2 separate regions of the Mus musculus genome follow, and region 1 is linked to region 2. The links are chromatin contacts, called in public Hi-C maps. All regions are on one chromosome and are shown on one strand. The core of a region is the stretch at or near the end of the contact, and the rest is flanking DNA. Distances in the headings are between cores, read along the strand shown. Region 1 holds the start of Treml4 (triggering receptor expressed on myeloid cells-like 4). Region 2 holds the start of Tfeb (transcription factor EB).

Region 1 (4,008 bases), core at 1,317-3,816, 480 kb before region 2:
TTGATTTATGATTGGAGCTTATGTTTAAACATGTGATGACCTTTTTGAACATGTGATCACCATGTATTCTGAAAACTGTTTAAAGTGCTGAGGACAAAGAGAAGAGTCAGAACTGAGCTGAGGAGAACTTTTTAGACAGAGCATTTTTTTTAGACATGATCTGAACAGAGCTTCTTAGAACAGAACTGAGGATAATTTTTTCGTCAGGACACAAGAGAAGTTTTCAGACAGAACTGAACTTCAATAAGAACTTGAAGTAAAGGCACAACATTGGAGAAAAGGCATTGAGAGTAAGAGCATTACTGTGGCACCAGAGCAGGAGGAGAGCAAGATTAAAGGGAGAGTGCAGAGTGCAATAATTTAGAAACTATAGGAAGCATAATAAATTAAGAGAGCAATGTGCAGAATGCAGAAGAAAACAGGGAAAGAAGAAAGAGCTGCCGAGAGAGCAGAAGGAACAGGCAGCCTTCTCCTTACCATGGGACAAAACAGGTCCTTTCTTAAGAACAAGGCAGGCTTAGTCTTATTAAAAGGAACAAAGCTTCCTTCTTTAAAACCTGGGTTTAATTCATTTAGCACTGAAAGGGTAAGAGCTTTTTCTTTCTCTATGCAATAAAGATTGGAGCTCATTTTTCATCCAGAGTGAGTGAATTCTTTCTGCACGGTTGCTTGCTCTTTTGCTCCAAATGCATATGTAAGCATGGGTGTGTGTGTGTGTGTGTGTGTGTGTGTGTGTGTGTAACTGTGAGAATGTATGAAACTTGGACCCAAATGGTTTGAATGGAAATGTATAAATGTGCATGTGGGAATCTGTGTTTGTATTTATGTGAGTTTATGCATATTTGCTTATGTAAAAGTTTTTTCCTTCCATGAACATGATTTTCTTCTCCTGGTTCAATAGAAGTAAGTTTATTGCTCCAAACTTCCCCTAGCCTGACAAATGAGGGGCATCTAGAAAAAGGGAAAACATCTCTTGCAATTAACCCTTTACTTAATCTCCTGCTGTTTTAGGATGAGGTGCTAAATGCCCGAGACTGCAGTTTCTAGCCTCTGAGGACACAAAAGTCAGGTCAGCTACAGTAGCAAAGTAACTTAGACTTAGACAAGTCAACTTTTTATTATTATACAACAACTCTAAGTATCTCGCAAGACAAAAGTCTTACCCTATGCCAATCCTTTTCCCCCTCTGCTGACTCAAGGAGAAGCGAGAACAAAAAAAGAGGACCATGCCAGGGTTGGCCCCTGGTAAGGAAGACCTCAGGGGCCCTTGTGCCAGTAGAAATTTGTAACTCAGGTCTGCCTAAGTAAGAAAGCAAGTAGGAGGGCTGAAGAGATAGCTCAGCCATTGAGAACACAGATTCTTGCAGAGAATCTGAGTTTGGTTCCAAGCATCCACATTGAGTGGTTCACAGCAACTTATGACTCTAGCTGCAAGAGGCTCCTAGTCGCTGGTTTCCATGGGCACTGGCACACATGTGGCATGTGCCCATGAGTGCACATAATTTAAAATAAAAACATTTCAACTTTTTTTTTGAGACAGAGTCCCACTATGTAGCTCTGGCTGGCCTGGACCTCACTATTTAGACTAGGCTGGCCTCAAACTCAGATCCACCTGTCTCTGCCTCCCAAATGTTAGGATTAAAGTTACACAATGCTAGTGTAAACTAACTAAGAGTCAGAGAGAGACTCCAAGTGCCTACCCCATGAAACCTAAACATTCTTTCTCAATGAGGAGCCAAGCATGACCGAGATGGGAAACTGTCTCTCCTCAGTCAGATCAGGTGTCAAAATTAGGGGGTCACAAAGAGAAGGGATCAGGGATATGTATTGTGCTTGGTCTGTAGAAGAGGGTTGTATCCCCAAGAAAGGCCTTACCTGGCGACACCACCAGGCTGATGTTTCTGAGAACAGTTACTTCTCTGAGGGAAGGATAATATGGACCACACCAGTAGAACGCTGAGTCATCCTCTGTTAGTTGAGTCATGGTGATGTTGAAGAAGCCAGCTTCAGGATCATCCCAGATTGTGTGCTGTAATTCCCTGGCTGCTTTCCGAGGCTCAGAGGTAGTGACCACTCTCGTACATTTACTTGGGGCTGTTTGCCGACACCACGTTTTCAGCACATAGGACTCCTCCTTAGGCTTGTATTGGCACTGCACGGAGAGGCTCTGTCCTACCATTCTATGAAGCTCTTCAGATACTGTGGACCCCCAGACACCTGGACAACAAACTGTCAGGTCAGAGGTCAGAGCTCTAGCTGTATGCATTCGTTTCTGGGGCTAGGGAAGCCAAGAGGCAATGACTTCCAACACTCAGACGCACAACATGGCCCCAAAGCCAGCCCTGGTCACAGGGTCAGCCTGGTTCCTTGTCCTTTTATCTATCCCACCTCTCAAACCCTTGTACAGGGAATCATCTCACCTGAGGCCAGGAACACCAGCTGCACAGGGACCAGGAGCAGTTGTGAGTACCTCCAGGCCATACCAGTCCAGATTCTGTCAGTAGAGGAGAGGAGAAAAGGAGGAGACCTCTGAACTAGGCAAGTCTTCCCCTAAGTCTCATCATCTGTGAGATGTAAGAACCAAGGAAGATCAGAGCTTTGATTGGGGAAGTAGCCAGTCTGGGAAGGCGGGCTTATGGACCCATAAGAGGAACAGTGGCCAGGCCTGGACTGGGGACTCCTAACTGCAGGGTCCATCTCGTGGTTGACCTAGGTAGATAGGTTCTGTGGACACATGAGAGGAACAGTGGACAGGCCTGGACTGGGGACTCCTAACTGCAGGGTCCATCTCTGGCCCTCACTCTTCACCCCTGCTCATCCGTGTCCCATCTCAGCCATTCCACACCACCCACCAATCACACTCCTCCATTATTGCTACAAAAAAAAAAAAAAAGAACATTGTAGAAAACAATATGAGAAGTAAGAGGCCTGTTCCTCTTTTCTTTTTCCCTGAGAAAGGTCAAAGGTCCCTAGAGGTGTGCCCAGAGTCCTGGGAATCCCCATCACTAAGATAAGTCAGGGCCCTCACCTCCAGTATGTTGTCATCCTGGAAGGTTTGTAAGCCACCAGACTCCAATGCCAGAGTGTAAGGATGGTCCCTTGGAAAGGGGGAAGTGGGGCTACTGGGAGGTAGAGAACAATGAGAAAGAATTGTCAGAAGGGAAGTCAAGAGGGAGGGACCTCTTAAGGGTGAGAAAGGAAGCAAGGGAATTCATGACCATGTTAAAGGACATGTGAGTGGGAGAGTGAAACCTATGAGAAAAATTATCTCTCATTAACATCTCACCTGCAAAACTGTGTGGAAGAAAGGGTGACCCAGGCTGGGTCTCCAGGGTTTAAACCTAGCTCGACCAGAAAACAGGCTGCCTTTCACGGTCCCACAAACTGTCAAGATCTGAGAGACTGAAAGTGGAGTCAACAATCAGTAGCAACCAGTTAGGGAAGGTATATGCACACCACATCAAGGGAACCTCAGTCTTTCACTGGCGAGCCCACAGTAGCAGCTGGGATACCACTGGCTATCAGAACACCTAAATTCTTATTGGTCTTCATGCATCTGCTCCACTCCCAGGGACTCTAGGGACCTCCTATGTAGCAGTTGATGGATGGCAAAGCAAAGAATAAAAAAATCTAATGGCCCTGCCTTGTACTTATGAGGGAACCAGAAGTGTGGGATATAAACGTCATTTGTTTGAGTTGGTTTGCAGAGCTGGAAATCAAACCTAGAGCCTTGTACATGCTAGTAAGAAAACAGCTCGCCATTCCACCAAGCTACATCCCCAGCCAAAGCTTTAGTTATAAACTCAATCTTATCTTCCCTGAATTACTGAACCGAAGTATTGGAATCAAATTTTATTTTTTCTAACGTCGTCACACAAGAGACTGAAGCAGTTAAGAAAAAGCATGTGTTGCTTTTGGAGAGGGCCAGGGTTCAGCTCCTGACAACCATGTCAGGGGGGCTAACAACCACCTCTTACCGCAGTTCCAGGGGATCTGACGCTCTCTTCT
Region 2 (3,824 bases), core at 1,117-3,616:
GGAGCTGCTGGTGACACCCACCATGGAGGCTGTGACCTGGGGGTCACCGCTGTACACGTTCAGGTGGCTGCTAGACAGGGGCAGCTGTGAGGGAAGGGGCAGAGAAGCGCCTGGTGAGTCCTCACCTGGACCCATGGTCCCAGAGCAGCTGCTCTGGGCAACAGGAAAGTCACCCCTGAGCCCCTTCCCCAGGATGCAATGTGCAGGGCTCCCTCCACAGAGAAAAGAGCAGATCCTCACAGCCCTGCCCTCGGTAGCCCCCGGCCAGGGCGAGGACAGGAGGAACCCGAGGGATCCGGCTCTTTTTTGTACAAGTCCTAGGGAGGGGCTCAATCAGCCTTGGAGTTTCTCTGCAAGGTTCCCAGAGTATGGAATTCAACAGGCAGGAGCAAGGTCTGCCGGGTCCTACCTACCACAGAGCCCAGGCAAGAGCCGGCCACTGGCCTAGACAGCCACTGCATAGATAGGAGCCACTGATTCCTGAGCAGCCCCCTGGCAGTGTCACCAGGGCAGAAGGGGCTGAAAACTGCCTGCCTCCTCCTGGCTCTCTCTTGGCGAGCATGGGTTTGAGGAACCAAACTGAGGTCCTCTGAAAGCAATCTTACCTGTTATCCACTGAGCCATCTCTCCAACCCCTCCCTCTTTTTGTCCCTTCTAATCTTCCTATGACCCTCTGGGTAGATAGTATCACCCCCCTTTTTACAACTGAGTGGGGGAGGGGGAGGTCAAAATCGTGGCGGGACTTCCCAAGGTCATGACAAACCTCAGGTTTCCTGATTCCAAACCTGGCTCATCTGCTACCTACCTATGCCTCCCCTCCCCAACCAAGCCAATGAGACCCAGAGAATAATCAGGCAGACGAGACTTCCTGTGGAAGGGTCCTGTGGTCACAGAAATGCGCCTGCCTCTGCCCAGCTCTGTCTCCCAAGCATCCCCAGTATGCCTTGACTCAGTTCTACTTGCACCCTGAATCCCTGTCACAGTATTCAATGGAGATGACTGTTGCCTCCACAGAGACACCAGCTCTGCCCTGAGAGCTCACCCCAGCCAGGGAGCCACTGTGTGTGCCGTCCCCCTCCCGTCCAGCCCGAAAAGTACCGTGTTAGGCATCTGCATCTCAGGGTTGATGTAGCCCAGCACGCTGTCCAGGCGCATAATGTTGTCAATGACATCATCAAACTAGAAGAGAGAAACGTCCATGTCGTTTCCATCTGGGGTCGGCCCACCTAGAGAGGGGCAGCTGCCCCCCTGCCACCTCACCCAACCTGCTCATCTGGAGGAGGAGGAAATGACAAGAGGAGCGTCCTACAGCCGAGCCTGAGGCTTGTCCCCAGGAATCCCTTGACAGGGAGTTCTTGACACACCTTCCCGGGCTGGGAAAGCACTTCTGTGAGTCTGCCCTGTCCCCAGCAGAGTTGCAAGAAGATAGCAACTCTCTTCAGACTAGGGCGGCTGTGTCTCCCTCAGGCTAGAGGCCCATAAAGAAACACCCCCAGGTCTGCCATGAGGGCCAGACTATTTCCAAACAACTGACACCAAGCCGGAACCCCTACCCCCACCCCCCCCACCCCGCTCACCTCTTTCTCGGGGTTGGAGCTGATATGTAGCATGGCCATGGGACTGTTGGGAGCACTGTTGCCGGCCGAGGTGGACAGTACGTGTCCAGCCCGCACCCCTGGGGATGCTGCTGGGGCAGGCTTCGGGGAACCTTGGGCTGGGCTCACGTGGGCAGCAAACTTGTTCCCATAGGTCTCAGACAGATACTCCCGAACCTTCTGATGCTGGGACTGTTGCAGGTGGTAGGAGGTGGGGTTCTCCAGGTAGGACTGCACCTGGGGAGGGGGAAGGCACAGCTGTGGAGGGGGCAGGGACTCCTCTACAGGGAGCAGGGATGGGAGAGGCAGGGGCCTTACCTTCAGCACCTCCCCGGGCACAGGCGGGGGCGACTGGAAGTGGACAGGGGTGTTGATGGCTGGGGTGGGGGGCCCACCCAGCTGCTGCTGCTGCTGCTGCTGCTGTTGCATATAATGCATGACAGCCTGCTGCTGCATGCGCTCTCGCTGCTCCTCCTGCTGGGCCTGCTCCCGCATGAGCTGCATGCGCAGCCCGATGCGTGACGCCATGGCAGCTGTTGGTTCGGGCTCCCTGTAGTCGAGGGGAGACAGGCCCATGAAGTATTCATCATCTTCGTAGTCTTTAAGCACAGGCTGGCATAAGTATGGTTGCTCCCATTGTGCACAAGGAGAAACTGAGTCCGGGCAGAAGGGATTTGCCCAAGACCACTGAGCGAGCTGAGCCATGAACCCAAGTTCCCTGAGTTCTAGACCAGAGGTGAACACTGTCCTTCAGTGACTGCAGGAGTCCACCTGACCCCTCGCTGTCACATCCACATCCTGAGTATTTCATACCTGGCCTCAGCTCCGGCCCCCTCTCCCGCCCCTCCCCAGGCCAGCCTGCACCACGCCTCCTCAGGGCCTGAGGAGCCTCCAGATGCTCCTCCGTGCTCCTCCCCCACCATCTGCTCACAGTAGCTCCATCATCCTGTTAGTTCCTGCCCTGCTGTCTGCTCCCAACTCTCCATAGCTCCCAGTTCATCGGAACAAAAGCCTAAATCCTTAAACCCAGCCTAAATGGTCCTCTGTAATCTGCTGCACCCTCATGGTCCCCCATAGACTTCCCGCCCCCAACACATGCTTCTCTCCCTTGTTCTCCCTGCTCCAGCCACACCCCCAGCCTTAAACTATCCTTCAAACACTCCAGGCATGCTTTCTCCGCCCCCCACCGTCCCCCCCCCCCACCTTTGCACTTGCTGTTGCCTCCACCTGGAATGTTCTTTACACAGATACCATCAAGGCTCACTTCTTCACCTCCTCCGAGAGACTCTAATGTCACCTCAGAGTGCCATTTCAGGACCACTGTGCTAAAATGGCATACCACCACCACCTTGCTTCTCTATATCAGATGCCACCATCTAGGACAGAACATATTTTTTTTTTTTGCTTCTTATTACGTTTGTTATTGTTATTCCATGTCTGTCCCTTACTAGGAATGCAAGTCCCCTGAGGGGACACATTTCATCTGTTTGTTTACTGCTAGACCTTCGGCCTCTAGCCGTTGGGTCATGGGAGACAGAAAGAAGCCATTGCATGAAGCAAATGAGAATGGATATTATCCATGAACCAGGCACTGGAGATGTACCCCGTCCCTGGCTCCTGGCGCCCAAAGTCGGCGAGAGAAAGGAAGACCCACAGGCAGAGAATCACCACCTCAGGGCTCCTCACTGCTCGGAGCTCAGAGCTTGACCCACTGTGGGAAGGTGTGGCTGAGGCCCCAACCAAGGCTGAAGGGGGGCAGGCAACTCGGCATGCTCGCTCTGTCTCTAGCTCAATGAGTGACAGTAACCAAGTCCCTTCCCCTCTCTAGGCCACAAAGGAAAGAGCAGAACCCAGTGACTTCTCAGGGACAGCCCAAGACTGATAGGCACTGGTCTGGCCGTATCTGAGACCATGACAGTACAGTTAGGGACTAGAGGGATTTGGCAAGGCATGACTTCATGATTGAGCAACGGCTTCCCCAAAGGGCTGGTGGAGCAGAGCGCTCGCTGATTCTTTGTTATGTGACCTTGGTCAAGCTATAATCCTGGAGCCTCAGTTTATCTTCCTCTGCATTTAGTAAAAACTGGCAGCTTTGTGCAGTGCCTGGCAGTCTGAGTACATGAGACTGGTACAATCTAGCTAGCGTCTTCAAACCCGGCATCCAAGGCCTCCATCAGCCCTGTTTGGAGGCCCTTGCTTAATTACAAACCACAGTCTTTCATAAAGAAG

The links. Hi-C and Micro-C count contacts between places; a contact is called where the count stands out from the background.
Region 1: a contact with region 2 is called in a Hi-C map of the HPC-7 cell line, with 2.2 times the contacts expected there. The contact joins the promoter of Treml4 here to the promoter of Tfeb in region 2. A contact is called at or near these places in 1 of 15 datasets of contacts at CTCF or cohesin (large pre-B cells), 2 of 484 Hi-C or Micro-C datasets (the HPC-7 cell line and embryonic stem cells) and 1 of 115 datasets of contacts at active chromatin or transcription factors (astrocytes).

The regions. Positions count from the first base shown.
Region 1 is chr17:48,262,853-48,266,860 of GRCm38.p6, reverse strand. It overlaps Treml4 (triggering receptor expressed on myeloid cells-like 4), which reads right to left and starts at 2,566. Exons shown (of 6, transcript NM_172623.2): 1 at 2,421-2,566; 2 at 1,876-2,229. The coding sequence starts at 2,481. The region is part of intron 1 of Gm52308 (a long non-coding RNA gene); the gene reads left to right.
Region 2 is chr17:47,784,286-47,788,109 of GRCm38.p6, reverse strand. Tfeb (transcription factor EB) reads right to left here and starts at 2,366. Exons shown (of 8, transcript NM_011549.3): 1 at 1,914-2,366; 2 at 1,578-1,832; 3 at 1,099-1,179; 4 at 1-84. The coding sequence starts at 2,300.